Linked DNA regions of Mus musculus: region 1 is linked to region 2. Evidence: chromatin contacts called from public targeted proximity ligation data. All regions are on one chromosome and are shown on one strand. The core of a region is the stretch at or near the end of the contact, and the rest is flanking DNA. Distances in the headings are between cores, read along the strand shown.

The links.
Region 1: a targeted proximity ligation map of memory CD8 T cells shows a contact between it and region 2, with 5 read pairs. A contact is called at or near these places in 1 of 130 datasets of targeted methods (memory CD8 T cells) and 1 of 9 other capture datasets (adipose tissue).

What each region holds. Positions count from the first base shown.
Region 1 is chr19:11,105,582-11,109,892 of GRCm38.p6, reverse strand. It overlaps Ms4a20 (membrane-spanning 4-domains, subfamily A, member 20), which reads left to right. Exons shown (of 7, transcript NM_027058.1): 5 at 4,097-4,216. Among named protein-coding and RNA genes, the nearest start is that of Ms4a20, 23 kb to the left of the region's middle.
Region 2 is chr19:10,781,892-10,786,191 of GRCm38.p6, reverse strand. A430093F15Rik (RIKEN cDNA A430093F15 gene) reads right to left here. Exons shown (of 4, transcript NR_027805.1): 2 at 3,111-4,300; 3 at 847-959; 4 at 149-774. Among named protein-coding and RNA genes, the nearest start is that of A430093F15Rik, 43 kb to the right of the region's middle.

The DNA of each region.
Region 1 (4,311 bases), core at 688-3,187, 320 kb before region 2:
TTTCATCTTATACTCTTTAGGACACACTCTATCAGTGGAAGAACTCAAGACAAGAAGCTAGAGGCAGGAACTGAAGCAGAGACCATGGAGGAATGCTGCTAACTGGCTTGTCTCTTGTGATTTTCTCAGCCCACTTCCTTATACAACCCAGGACCACCTGCTCAGGGGTGGCACTACCTGTCCTTAAGTGATCTGGTCCTACCCACATCAATCATTAATCCAGAGACTTGCCTACAGAAAATGTGACAAAAGCATATTTTTCACTTGAGATTCTTTCCCCCAGATAATTCTAGCTGGTGTCAAGTTGACAAAGAAAAGTGGGGAGGGGAGAGGACATGACATATGACTGTTAATAAAGAGGGTGAGAAAAAATAACCCATGGAAAGAGAACTATCATCTGTGGGTCTATAGAACATCATCAGAATACAAAAGAAGAAGGAGAAGAAGAGGAAGAAGAAGAAGAAGAAGAAGAAGAAGAAGAAGAAGAAGAAGAAGAAGAAGAAGAAGAAGAAAAGAAGAAGGAGGAGGAGAAGGAGAAGAAGAAGAAAAAGAAGAAGAAGAAGAAGAAGAAGGAGGAGGAGGAGGAGGAGGAGGAGGAGGAGGAGAAGGAGAAGGAGAAAGAAGGAGAAGGAGAAGAAGAAAAAGAAGAAGAAGAAGAAGAAGAAGAAGAAGGAAGAAGAAGAAGAAGAGAAGAAGAAGAAAAGAAGAAGAAGAAGAAGGAAGAAGAAGAAAAGAAGAAGAAGAAGAAGAAGAAGAAGAAGAAGAAGAAGAAGAAGAAGAAGAAGAAGAAGAAGAAGAAGAAGAAGAAGAGGAGGAGGAGGAGGAGAAGAAGAAGGAGGAGGAGGAGAAGGAGAAGTAGAAAGAAGGAGAAGGAGAAGAAGAAGAAAAAGAAGAAGAAGAAGAAGAAGAAGAAGAAGAAGAAGAAGAAGAAGAAAAGAAGAAGAAGAAGAAGAAGAAGAAGAAGAAGAAGAAGAAGAAGAAGAAGAAGAAGAAGAAGAAGAAGAAAAGAAGAAGAAGAAGAAAAGAAGAAGAAGAAGAAGAAGAAGAAGAAGAAGAAGAAGAAGAAGGAAGAAGAAGAAGAAGAAGAAGAAGAAGAAGAAGAAGAAGAAAGAAGAAGAAGAAGAAGAAGAAGAAGAAGAAGAAGAAGAAGAAGAAGAAAAGAAGAAGAAGAAGAAGAAGAAGAAGAAGAAGAAGAAGGAAGAAGGAAGAAGAAGAAGAAGAAGAAGAAGAAGAAGAAGAAGAAGAAGAAGAAGAAGAAGAAGAAGAAGAAGAAGAAGAAGAAGAAGAAGAAGAAAAGAAGAAGAAGAAGAAGAAGAAGAAGAAGAAGAAGAAGAAGAAGAAGAAGAAGAAGAAGAAGAAGAAGAAGAAGCAGCAGCAGCAATCAGAACACCCCAGTGGGGCACAGTGCCCTGCCCACTTCTGCTCGCCCATCATGGTTAGTCACAACTCTGGAAGCTCACATACATGGATTCTGGTTCTGAAGGTTCCCATGTTAGCTGTGCAACCCTGAGCAAAGTACTTTACTAACCTGAGCAAACACGGAGAACACTAGCAAGCTAAAAACTTCGTTCACACGCCTGTAAACCCAACACTTAGGAGGCAGTGGTAGGCAGATCTCTGTGGGTTTAAGGCCACTCTATTCTACAGACCACGTTCCAGAACAGCCAGAACTTCACGGAGAAAGTCTAAAACAAACTTTGCTCTCTCTTTCAGCTAAAGTTTTTTTTCCCCAAAGAGCAGAGGCCACTTTGCTGAGAAGAAGTTTGCCAACTATGATTGTGGGGAACCAGAGTCTGGTTTCCTTGCCTTTTTACCACCACCTAAGCAGTCACTGTTAACATCATGTTCCTTCCGAGTCTTTGTTCTAAGCTCGTAACCCCAAAGTATTGTGCAAGCATGTGTACACAGAGCTAAATATCTGGCGTTGCACTTCCAGAGCAGTAACTAACACAGTTGACCTCAAAACCTTGACAGTCCTCTTGAGATTTTGCTAGTTCCTGACTCAGTGCCAGCTCATATTCAGTTTCTGTTTCTGTGTGAAGGCTGGTTTTGTTGTGGCACAGCCATGGTAGCAGATAGAAGTAAATATGGCCCCTTGGCTGGTTTTCAAAAAATTCACCAAGCATGTTGCTTCTTTTTCCTGAAGCATGGTTGTGTATAGAGTCTAAGTGTCATTTCCAAGCCACAGTCTGCAGCCTTTGGTAAACCTAAACACCTCTGCCAGCCCCCTTCCTCTCCATACTACCTTAAGGAGCAAAGCCTACGTTTCTTTTCTATGCAAAGCCAGCCTGGTCCCTTCTCTGGAAGCAGCTGGCATCATTCCAGTGTTTTTATATTCACATAAGCTTACTACTTTTTATAAATATCTTCTTAGTGGAAGGAGTGAGTAAATATAATAGATGCCTGTTAGGATTTAGAGATGGTTTGGTTTGGTTTGGTTTGGTTTGGTTTGGTTTGGTTTGGTTTGGTTTGGTTTGGTTTGGTTTGGTTTGGCTTTTTGAGACAGGGTTTCTCTGTGTAGCTATGGCTGTCCTGAAATTCTCTTACAGACCAGGATGGCCTCGAACTCAGAGATCTGCCTGCCTCAGCCTCCCCAGTGCTGGGTTTAAAGATGTGCACTGGCACACCCGATAGGATTTAGATTCTTCATCCTTAGAAGAAGTGCTTCATTGGGCCAGCCATGGCCGCCCATGGATCGAACAGAGTGGGATTTCCTCCTGGTTTTCATAGCAGACGCTTAAAATTAAAACTAATTTCACTAAAACTTAAACTGACAAGGAAGGCACAAAGGAGATGACTTGGTGGTTTGTTAAAGCCCTTTGCTGAACTAACATGAGAGCAGAGTCCAGATATCTGAAACACATATAAAGGTCACCTGCCATTGCATCCTCAGAAGGCAGTGGATCCCCAAAACAAGCTGGATAGTAAGACTAACCAGATCAGTGGATTCTGGGCTTGACTGGGAGACTCTGCCTCAGTGAATAAGATGGACCTCAGGCCTTCTCATGCACACATTCATGCACAAGTACATGTATGTATACACACACACACACACACACATGCTTGTTTATGCGAGCATGAAAATGGGAGAAGAAATAAATGAATGAAGAAAGTCTTTAAAATAGGAAGAGAACTTCCTGCTACGCAACTTGAAATTCCTGTGTCCCTTTAAGTCCTTTGCTTTGATTTGCTGTTAAATCACTCCCTCTTCCCATGACCACAACTCATGGTTCAGCTCCTCCTCAATGAGACACCTTCCTTCATAGTCCATACAGTGTCCTTCGGGTCCCTTAAAAGAGTTTGGTGGCTTTTCAAGGGAAACTGGGACTTAAATACTGAAGTGGCACAAATAAGCCTGAAAATTCCTGAACTTGAAACCTGTTGATATCATGGCATTTATTAAAATTCATTACATAACAAACAGAATATAACTTTTCTCCCCCATTATCATTACTCTAAGGTTTCTTTTTTGTGTATGGAGGTGGTTTGTCTGCATATGTATCTGTGCATCATGTGAATATAGTGTCCTCAGAAGAGGGCACCAGATCCCCTGGCACTGGAGTTACAGACAGTTGTGAGCTGCTGTGTGGGTACTGAGAATTGATCCTGGATCCTCTGGAAGAGCAGTCAATGCTTTTAACCACTGAGTCATCTATCCAGTCCCTGTTGTAACCTTCTGACGCTTAGCACATTACAGACACTGTATATAATGACATCCTGACGAGCACGTGTACTGTGAAACGTGTTGTAAAATAAAAACTTTTTATGCTACTAACTTCTAGACAAGTTTGGAGTGAAGTTTTGATAGTAACCACACTTAATACACTTACAAAATGTTAGATTTTACAAGTTGTTTTTCGGACAAGAGAGTTAGAGAGATGGCTAAGTAGGTAGAATGGTCATTGCACAATCATGAAGACCTGAACTAAAATTCCCAGAACTAATGCAAGTCAGACACAGGACCACACCTGCAATCCTACTATGTCTAGGGTGAGATGAAAGATAGAGAATCCCCATGTATACACACACAGTAAATAGTGCTCTAAATCTGTTTATTCTATCCATGACTTCTTTTTATTTTTTTAATCTATTGCAGCATATGTTTGCAATTATAACAAACATCATAAGTATCTTCGTGGCTATATTTGGTTTAATTCTACTTGGATATGAATTTCCAATTTTTGAATCAATAGGAACTGAATACATTTGGTCAAATGTAAGTACCAATTTTAATAATAACTCAATAATAGTGTTAGATAGAACTGAAAAAAATATTACAAATGGCACACAATGAAATTGCTCTAAAATACG
Region 2 (4,300 bases), core at 707-3,206:
TCTGGGCCCTACCCTGTGAAGACCCTGAGTGACTTTGCCATTGATTCAAAGCACTTCCTTGGCCCATTTCCCCCCATGTGTCTTCAAGATTTTATCTGTGAACTGCTTGCTCCTCTGGCTCCCTTACTAGATTTTCCTTAAACTCATTGTGTAGAAAATAAAATAAAAATAAATTTATTTTCAATGGGATCTTTGACATTTTACAAAGCATCCAACATGTGTTTCTTGAAAGACAAAATACAAAGACTCAGGGGCAGCCTCCTCTCAGAGGGGCCTGAGAGAGGCAGCCATGGTGCTAGGGTTTTCCTTTACTAAGAAGGCATTGATGGGCAGGCACAAACAGAGTGAGGTTTACAAGTCAAGTAACAGGATGCAATCAGGGTCAAGTTTCATGCTCTGAACGTATGCCGGAGTCTGTAAAGAAATAGTCTTGCTTTTAGGAAACACACCAGTTATCCCAACACTCAGGAGCCTGAGGCAGGAGGATGAGAGGTTCATGATCATACTTAACTATATAGTGAGTTCAAGGCCAGCCCAAGCAAACTCACAGGCATTGCTTTTCCACTAGAGACCTGTCCAGTGGCTGTAGGTTCTAGAACTTCATTTCAGGAGCACTCGGCACGTGTGGAGTCCAGGCACCTAGAAGATAGGGACTGTGTCCTTGGGAAAAGCATCCTTGGTGTGGAACTGTCTCCAGCCGAACTGGCCTCTCTGAATCCCACATTCCTGGGGTCCCAGAAGTTTAGGGTGTCGGCCTCAGGGCTAGATGGAGAGCTGAAGAGGAAGCAAGAAAACCATCAGCTCAGAGGCCAAGGGGGCAGCCCCAACCTCCTCTCACACACATACCATCCAAGGAAACTGAGCTTTGAGAGTCTGCCCTGACTCGTGGCTCCAGCTGGCTCCGATCCCTTCTGGCCGCCAGCGCAGCTTTCTCGCCATCTGCCTCGGGCCATATTTCCCTTTAAAAACAACTTTTATTTTAAATTATTTTAAGACTTTCATAGATGGCACAGAAAATTTCCCTACACCCTGGGCTCACTTTCCTGTTATGAGCCACTTGCGCAAGCAACATGAATTTATCACAATTAAGAGAATAGCAGTCAGGCGTGGCAGGACAAGCCTGTAATCCCAGCACTAGAGAGCTGAGGAGGGGGATGGAGACTTCAAGGCCAATAGCAATCAGCCTGATCTGTTTTTCCAATCCCTTCACCAAGAGTCTGGGTCCAAAACCTAGGGATGACTGGCATCTTCAACCTGTGCCAATGGCACACACTGCCAGTCACCATGACAGATGCTGACCTTGTATGTCTGCCTGAAGTGGCTTCCGACAGCTGTCTCCACTGTGAAGCTACAGTTTACCAGTCCTGTTTGCTTTTTTTGGGAGGGGTGGGGGTGGGAGTGAGAGGAGAGAAGGGGAGGGAAGCTTGGATCAGAAGGTAAAGTAAATAAATTAATTAATGAAGGAAGGAAAAAGATACATATGAGACACTAAGTGCACAGTCTGGATTTAGGAGATTTCGCCCCATTACAGCAGAGTCCCCTGTGAAGGAGAGGCAGGCTGATACCCTGCTCCACAGTGGCTGCATCTCAATTACCCAAATCTGCAGGTGAAAGGCCTGCTGCCCACCACCTTCCTAAGTGCGCTTGGAGAACACTGCTCTACAAGGACCAATGGAGACACAAAGATGCTAATTCAGGTAGTCAGAGCAGAGAAACCCGCTGATGACCAAACTCAGTGAAAGTTGAGCATGAGCCAGTAGCCAGCTCAGAAAAATGCCCTCGCACAGCCCTGAGGCACCCTCATCACCCACAAGGAAGGGGTGGGATAGAGAACTAGACTAGCCTCCATGTGGGGCTGCCCAGGACCATCTGGCCCACGTGACCTCCAAGGCATCTACCCTACTGTGTGTGCAGCCAGGGAAGGTCTTAGGTTAATTGTCTCTCTTTGTTTAAGAAGCAGGCTTGTTTCTTCCTTTGACATGTCTTTCTATAAATAGGCTACCCTTCTTCTACCTGAACATCTGTGTCCCACAAAGGTTTTTCAAACGTCACAGATGAGTGTCACTGCCTTTTTTCACTCCTGCTCCAAATTAAAACAAGAACCCATTGTCATCATCCCCCAGCTCCAACACCTCCCTGCCCCCTTCTTAATTTGAAGCTCGCTGACATCACCCTCGGGTGTCCTTCTCCAGGCTGTAGGCACTCAGGCCCCGCCAGAGCTCTGAGTAACACATCTGACCAGGCAGGTCCCCAAGTTCATCACTTTTTAATTAAGCAACATGAACTAATTAAAAGTAATTAGAAGTGAGGCTTCAAAGGAGCAGAGTGAGACACATAAGCTACTGTCCCAAAAGCAGAGAGAAACAGGGGAGGACAACAGACAGGCTCTCACTATGAAGCCCAGGCTAACTCTAACTCATGACCTTCCTGTCTCTGCCTTCAAAGTGCTGGGATGGCAAGCCTGGACTACCACGGCCAGCTGAGAAATGGTTTTTGTACTAAACTCATATAGAACAGAAGCCAAAGCCACCCCTCTGCTCCCACATTCTTCACAGTCTTCATTGAGTTTGCAAATATGTCACCTGTTCATGTTCAAGGGCTCCTCGTTCTTCTGTTCTCTAACTTGCTCGTGTAACAACCCTCAGTGGCAGTCATAGCTATTAGCCCCAGAAAGACTCAAACCCAGCCCAGACTGAGTCTGAGACTTCCTCTCTTACCACTGTCAGCCTCTCTTCCCGCTCAGGCGCCAAGGGTGTGGCAAGACAATGAACCCCTCTAATAAACCCATTCAAGGACATCTGATTTCCCCCCACCAGGACAGTGCCCACACAAAAAACAGAAAGCAAAGCTTTATGTGTCTGCAACAGTTTTATCGTCACCATCTTAGCAGCCACCCCCTCCAGGATCTGGATCTATAGATGCAGTGCACCTCTGGTCTGAGAGGCTTCCTTGGGGGAGGGGAGTTACAAAGGGACCTTTGGCAACATCTCAAGCACTCAAGGGAAGAGTGCTCATTGGCCCATAACCTTAGTGGCCCAGCCCTCACTTCCAGGAGTGACTGAGGGACAGAGCTCCCATAGGGGCTTCGGATCTACCAGACCCAACTGTACCTCAGCATCAGCAGAAACCATTACCAAGAGGCTCAGCCAGCAGAGATGCAGTGTCCTAAGGAGAGGCTTTGCAACACATCACCCTCTCCTCTCTCTAGAGGAGCGGCTGAGGCCCAAGGATTGCTGGCAAATTCCAGGACTTTGCCCAGCTTTGGAGACGAAGTCACTGATGCTGAGAGAGTCTCACTGGCCATAGCTGAGACATGAGTCCACAGTATAGACTTTCCCCTCTTTAAGGCCTCCAACTGGCAATCCAGAGGCCAGTCAATCTCTAGATGAGCATTTGTCTGGCAATGCTGAGGGTGAACCCATGACCCACACACATCCGGGAAGCGCCCTGCCACTGAGCTATAAGTTCAACCTTTCCTTCATTTTAAAAATTTTATGTTTTTGGAGTCAAGAGTCTCACTAAGTTGCCCTGGTTGACCACGGAGTGGGTGACAGACATATGTGCCAGTCCTCAAGTCTTGTACCAGGGTGGGGCTGGCAGGGTATAGCACCCTTCCAGTTTGCTGTGTCTGGCTTCCTTGAGGCTGCTACAGGTCCAGGAAGTTTGTAACCTGAGAAGGGGCCACGGAAGGCATCCAGGGACACCTCAGGGTGTTTGTAAGTGAACACATGGACTCATACAAACTTTCATCTGTCGGCTACAAACGCTGAAACTGAAGGCTCTGGAAGAGCTCCTTCCCAAAATGTCCACAGCCAACGCCAATGCCTACTGAGGGGCCATTAGTCCCTGCTCCGTCTTCAGTAAGAGGCCTGCCTTCTCTAGAGTTGGTTTAAAAGATGGCTTCTCCTGGGAGATGCTGGTCACGCATACCTGAACACAAACTGCTTTCTTAGAGTTCTTAAACTCTTAGCTGAATCACAGCACAGAGACTATGTTATCCAAACAATGCACTTTTGCGGGTTTGGCTATTGGTCAGGAGCCAGGCAAGGGGACTAAAAAATACCTTAGGATTTGATAGCTACAGTCACTGTAGCTATCAAACTCTGCAGCTCTACCATAAAAAGCCATGTCCGAGCTCCATGCACTAACACTTGTGCCTACCCAATTTATCTAAAAAACTAAAAACTAAAAAAAGAAAAAATGAATTCTGAGTCACTGGGGCCTGACCATCATCAGTGTGTCTTCTTTTCGCGCTGTGTGGAAGGTGGAAGGTGCTTCTGGAGGCCCCATGCCCCTGGTC